2 separate regions of the Gossypium hirsutum genome follow, and region 1 is linked to region 2. The links are chromatin contacts, called in public Hi-C maps. All regions are on one chromosome and are shown on one strand. The core of a region is the stretch at or near the end of the contact, and the rest is flanking DNA. Distances in the headings are between cores, read along the strand shown.

Region 1 (3,210 bases), core at 674-3,173, 270 kb before region 2:
TCAAATATTAGTATATGGTAGGGATATTAAAATGGTCGATTTGATTAATACTTGAACCGAATTGCTATTAATAGAATTATCCGAGATGTAAAAAATTTTAACTGTTAATCGAACTGGAATTTTTTTCAAATAAATTAACCGAACTGAAATATTTCGGTTAATCGAATTAACTGAAATTTATATGTTTTTGCTTTTTAGTTAAAATCAATATAAAAAATATATTGCTAATGTTTATTTTATTTTGTTTAATAGTTCAAAAAACTTGGAAGAAAATAACAAATAAGATATTAGAAACACTACAAAAGTATTAAAAGTTAACAACCACATACATAAGTCTTGAAAACAACAAATGTTTCGGTTAATTGGTTTATTCGGTTAATTATTTAGTTTTAAACTGAATAAATCGATAATTGAAATTCTAAAAAATCAACAACTGATATTCAACCGAACTAAATTCGACTACCGACCGATTAACCAAATTAAATCATTCAATCGGCTAATTTAGTTTTAACAAAATTGTGAACACCTTACTCTAACGTATTATTTCATTAATTTACATGTACAAGGTTATCCAAAACATTTGATTAAGTAGTTGTATTTGCTTGCTAATGCAGAAAGTTTGAGAAAGTTAAAGGTTGCTTATTTGGAAGGGGTTTTTCACAATGAAACTACATCGCTATTACAAGTGGTGGAGGCTTTCTCATCAGCTAAGACCCTGTTTTTGAACAACAATTACTTAACCAAGATTACTTCCTCTCAAGGTGAGTGAGGGTTTGATCATATGGCTACTGTTTAATTATATCCAATCATATAATATAATATTTTCTCTTATAAATTTTCCCTATTTTGCACAGAGTTGAATTTATCCTGCAATGTAGAAGAAATATCCATGGTCGATTCTCATCTCGCCCATAATATTCTTCAAAGCATTGGACAATTGACTTCTCTTAAAAGCTTGATTTTGTCAAACGGTTCACTGACCGGCCCCTTACCTCCTAAAGGTATAAATTAATTACGGTAAACTACACCATCAGTAACTAAATTATGAACAAGTTTTCGTTTTAGCTACTTAACTAACAAAAGGTACAATTTTGTTACTGAATTATTCAAAAGTTTTTATTAAGTCATTAGAATGTTAAAATCAATGTTATATGACTTTCTCTATTCGCACTGCATGCACTGATAAAAAAAATTCTCTTTTCCCTTCTCTTTTCTAGTTTAGTTTGTTCTTCTTTCTTATGAAATAATTTTAGATGTTACAAATTTGTAAACCAAAATTTAAACATTTTTTTCTCCGATCTTCAGCACTGATTGTCAAATCGGCTTGGATCTAAGGTATGTTCTTCTACTCGTCGATGGGTACTGATCCACCTATCGATCATCAAATCTTCGATTAGAGCTCGCTAGTGGGACTTTTTTTTCTAGAAAAACTTAACCACCCAGTGACTTAAATAATTTTTTTTAAATAATTCAGTGACTTAAATGAAAACTTTCAAATAGTTAAGTGACCAAAATAAAAATTTACCATTAATTTAGTGACTAATGGTATAATTTATCCAATGATTAATTAACATGTCAATATCTGATGCATTCATACACATCATCTAAAACTTTTAAAAGTAAATCTAATTACCATTCATTTCTGTATTTCATTCATAAAATTTTACAGGTTGCTGTGGTTTATGGAAGCTGGAAGAGTTAGATCTTAGTGGAAATGATCAATTCCTTCATGTTTCTATAACTTGACTTCTCTTGGTCTACTGGATATTTCAAGCAATCCTATTGAAGTTGCATCATCTTTCAAATAATTTGCAAACAACTCAAACCTGAAAGCCCTATTGATCGATCAAAACATTTTAGTGAGTGATCCTAGCTTTGAGCCTCAGACCCTAAACCCAGAGTTTCAACTAAAACTCTTGAGTATGTCAAACTGTAGAGCAAAGGGTCTTCCCAACTTCCTCCATTACCGAACTGGCTTGAGGTATCTTGACCTTTCACATAACAACTTGGGTGGACAAAATCCATCTTGGTTATTGCAGAACAATACAAGGTTACAACAGTTTCTCATGGAAGGTAATTCCTTCAAGGGTCATCTACAGTTACCAAAACATGTTAATGTTAACATGTTTCAAGTTGATATATCTGGGAATAAAATGCGAGGCCAAATTCCAATGAACATAGGCTCCATGTTTCCGCATCTACAGATCTTAAACTTGTCTAGGAATGTCTTTGAAGGTAATGTTCCTCCATGCCTAGGTGGTTTGAAGTCTTTATCTTCATTAGATCAATCATAGAATAATTTTTCTGGAGGAATACTGGAAGAATTAGCTAAGAGTGGCTCATTGTTGACTCTCAGACTTTCAAGTAATAACTTGAGTGGGAAAATACCACCTACAATGTTTACCTTAGATAAACTGCGACAGTTATATTTGGATGGCAATAACTTTGATGGAGAGATGCCACTGATAGATATCTCAACCCTTAGTTTTCCTGCTCTTAGTGATATAGATTTAAGTGATAACCATTTGTCTGTTGAGCTCCCAAAATGGATATGGAATGTGCCTAACTTTGAGGCATTGGATTTTTCCAACAATAATTTTTATGGTCACTTTCCTCTTGAATTCTGCAATTTGGGTTTGCTTAGATTTTTAGACCTTTCTCAGAACAATTTTTCTGGTTCTGTTCCATCGTGCATCAGTTCACTAGCCATAGAGCATCTTCACCTGAGCAGAAATAGACTAAGTGGTCCGCTGCCGCTTGCGCTTTACATCTCTTCGTTGGTGGCATTAGATCTTGGCCAAAACAACTTGACTGGGAAAATTCCATATTGGGTTGCCAATCTTTCGGCTTTGAGAATCCTTGTTTTGAGAGAAAATCACTTCAAGGGCGAAATTCCTAGTCAGATTTGCCAATTGAACTTGTTAAGTATCGTAGATCTTTCTCAAAACAAGCTTTCTGGTCATATTCCTTCCTGTTTGAGTACTTTAACTCTAATGCCAACAGACAAGTCTTTTCGGACTGCAAGCACTTCATATCTTCTTGATGCATCACAGGACTCTCAGTTTGTATTTCCAGGTTCAAGTTATCGATATCCCGGTAGCTATGTGGAGGAACAAGTATTGTTTACGACAAAGAAAGGATCGTACTCATATTCAGGCAACCTTCTTGAGTATATGTCTGGAATTGATTTATCTTGCAACATGCTAACAG
Region 2 (3,713 bases), core at 344-2,843:
ATCAAAAGGAGAAAGGTTGGTTGATAGTTATGGCCGGAAGGGGGCCATGTTTAAGCAGCCATTCCCTACCATTTTATGTAAAGAAAGGGGCAGAAGTCAGCCCACGTTAAACCCTTTAGCCAATCCCATAAGCTTAACTCCAAAATGTAGTAGGCAAGGCACCATTAACATGGTTAAGGCTTTATTTGGATTCCACCCAACCTGCATTGGATGAGATTTGCATGGTTAATTGTGCAATCACAACACACTGCAATGGTGGGAGATTTCCACCGCACCACAAGTCATTTTTCCTACTGCTGCTTCAAGGTGCACTGAAATTTAAAACTTCGTTTAGCAGTTGAAATTCCATTCTCACCCTTTCCTTTTCTCTCTTTTTTATGATTACTCTTTTCTTTATTTGATAATAAATAAAATAATTTCATACCTTTAATTAATTAATTAATTAAATGAATAAATAGAAAATTATAAACATGAAAATTTAGGGGAACTTTAAGAGAAAAATAAATATTTTTCTTGACATACATACATGGATTGTTAACTTATTTATTCATTTTTCGATAAAAATATTGTCTTCAAAGTTCAAACTTGCATTTTCTTATGGGAGTACAATGCGCTTTACCATTGCACTCAACACTTATTGGTCACATATTTAATAAATTTATAAACGAGTTCTTTACCACTACACCAATAATAATTATTGATAAAATTATACCATTAACTTTTAATATTGTGAAGTTTAAATTTGACACAATAAGTTATTTAAAATTATTATAAAATTAAAATATTTTATGAATATAGAAAATATGATACTTCGTTATTTAAATAAATCATAAATAATTATATCAATAATAAAAAAGAAAAGAAAAATATTATATATAACATTATTTTATTGATGAAATTATAATCTAATATATATTTTTAATAATTTCATAAATATTAGATAATCCAAAATGTTCATTGTAAATAAATTTTAATTTAATGTCCTTAATGGTCATTTTTTATTCTCATCTCATTGTTGCCATTGCGATTGAATCTTAATTATAATCTCACTTTTATAATATTCAATCTCACCATTTATAATAATTAATTTCATTATCATCATTATTTTTTAATTTCATCAAAGTTTATCTTACCGTAATCAATTTAAAGAGTGTATAATAATGAAATGGTAACGAAATGAACTATTTCCTACAAGGCTATGATCGAAGTGATACGCATTTTGTATATCATTTTGAAGATATCGCAGGGGATATGGCTAGCACGTGCACCCATGGTGCAGCCGGAAAAGGACAGAAGTTAATGATAGTGATGCCTAATGGAAATGCCTTGCAGTAGAAACACGAAGGCGCATAAGTCCGTAAACTCATATTCCAGATTTTCAATTGGTGTCCCTCTCAATTTTTCAACCACCGTCCAAATTTCAATTAGAGATGAAAGAAACGATATCCCTACACTCAACCACCACATTTACTTAATCTTTTATGACCACTTGAAGGCTTGTATTGGACCACTCACATGCAACTATATCTTATAACACACTAAAAACTTCCAATTTTGTGAGCATCCCATGGCATAAGCCAACCACCAGCGCCATGGACTGGTATTCCTGGTTATCTAAAGCCTCCCTTGACCCGTCACTTGTCTATAAGTATGGCCTTGCCTTTTCTGGGAATGAGCTCCAAAAGGAGGACTTATCATACTTCAACCATGAGTTTCTTCAGAGTATGGGTATTTCAGTTGCCAAGCATAGGCTGGAGATTCTCAAGCTTGCTAGGAAGGAAGTTAGAGAAGCCCCTAATAGCCTGTCCAAGCTCATTTTGTCAATCAACAAAACCAGAAAGTGCTTCAATAAGTATGTCAACAAGTTGGTTCACCATGAGAATAATGCGACGAAGCCACTGCCGGAGCCGGTTTCTTATAGCGATAAGTGGAGAGAAGCATTGTCAAGGAGGTGCAAGAGTGATCACAAGGAGCTGAAGATAGAGCATCCAATGGTAAGAACCAGGGAAATAGCAAAATCTGGTCCCTTGGATTATAGAGGACCAGAGAAATTGCTGGTCCCTCCTAGGAGCTTAAAATTTTCCGGGCCCCTAGATCGGAAATTGCAGGAGAAGTTGGTGTTCAGTTATAGGAGCCCAATAACATCTGGTCCAGTTGATGTTGCAATGACACATAGGAGACCAAAAGTTCATGGTGACATCAACAAGGAAAAGGCAGGTGGGGACTTAAACCATAATACATTATGGGCAACACTGTTTGAGGACATGAAACCTACATGAATTTACTGTCTATCTTTCCTAGTTTTGGTGTTGGAAAGGTGAGAAATGGTCATACAGAAAAAAAAAATCCTATCTAATCACTGGGACAGTAAGCCTTATTTGTCTGGTAAAAGTTCCTATTAATATGTCCACGTGAGGAAGCTAATATAAGGTTAGGATGCCTCAATAATTTGCATATTCTAGTAGTGTTGGGCAGTTTTCCTACCATCATATGCATGTCAAATCTTTTTGAGTCCATATAATTTAAATTTTCAAGTATTATCTATACTTTTTAAGATTTATGGTTTAATATTTCAAATAGGCAACTTTCAGTCTCTATTGGGTTGTAATGAAAAAAAAAATGAGGAAAAAGAATCAATAGACTGTGTGCTGCGAGCTTACCATGTACTTTTTGCCTTGTTGGGTGTATGCATATTTGTGTCGAATGAATAAGACAAAGTCGAAGAGAAAAGACAATTTATGTCTCAACTGGACATGGCTCCATAATCACCCCATATATATTGACAACATGCAAAATCATTAATTAACAATAATTAAGAACACTCAAGGACTGTAAAGTTTAGAGAGCTTGGATGTGTGTGTTGAGCTAAGAGACAGTCATCCAAACATGAACTGCACTTACTAGGGTTTGTGAACCACCTACTTAAAATAAAATACAATCTCAGTGATTTGAAAACTGGGCTCTTAGGTCGAATGATGCTTGCAAGTGCCCACAACCCCACACCACTGAAATCAGCAAGAACCAAGAAAGTGGGCCTAAAGCATAAAGGATAGAAAATTCTACTTACTATATTTAAGAAACTTAATTGCATAATAACACCCGAACTATATAAAAAAGTTTAATATAGTACGCAAACTTTTTATTAAAAAACATGTGCAATGAAAGTGCACTTTCACTATTTCACAATATTGCAGAGTACATAACAGTATTCTTGCATCAACGTCAAATACAATATGAGCTTTAGAATTTTAATTATATCATAACTACTGTCGATATATAAATAACCATCAATTTTATTTTAAAAACTTTAATTGTAACCACGTTTTATTTAACAATGAATTCAATTTAGTGTTATTGAGCTAGATTTTAAATGCAATAGAAGGCCCATTAAAGCATATATGATTGAAAATCTAACAGGCATGAGAGTACCCCTAAAAATTTACTTAAAAAAGTCTATTTCTAAGCATATTTACAAAAATGGGTCGATTACAGCATTATTTATCAAAAAGGGCCGGTTTTGGCAAAATGCGTCCACATAGGAGTATTTTAGGGAGAAATTTCCAAGAAAACACATCCCTGGAAGAGTATTTTTGCCATGTCAGCACAAAATATGGACACACTTTTTCCCGTTCTCAAATTAAATCTTCAAAAAAGGTCATTATTTTAAAAAAAATTATAAAAGTAGACCAATTTTTTAAAAATTTTACAAGAAT

The links. Hi-C and Micro-C count contacts between places; a contact is called where the count stands out from the background.
Region 1: a contact with region 2 is called in a Hi-C map of leaf, with 2.9 times the contacts expected there. The contact joins the promoter of LOC107963250 here to the promoter of LOC107963247 in region 2. A contact is called at or near these places in 7 of 34 Hi-C or Micro-C datasets (all in leaf).

What each region holds. Positions count from the first base shown.
Region 1 is chrA06:9,322,028-9,325,237 of Gossypium_hirsutum_v2.1, reverse strand. It overlaps LOC107963250 (receptor-like protein 15), which reads left to right and starts at 1,923. Exons shown (of 3, transcript XM_016899814.1): 1 at 1,923-2,235; 2 at 2,311-3,210. The coding sequence starts at 1,923.
Region 2 is chrA06:9,050,126-9,053,838 of Gossypium_hirsutum_v2.1, reverse strand. LOC107963247 reads left to right here and starts at 1,593. Exons shown (of 1, transcript XM_016899812.1): 1 at 1,593-2,279. The coding sequence starts at 1,593. The coding sequence ends at 2,279.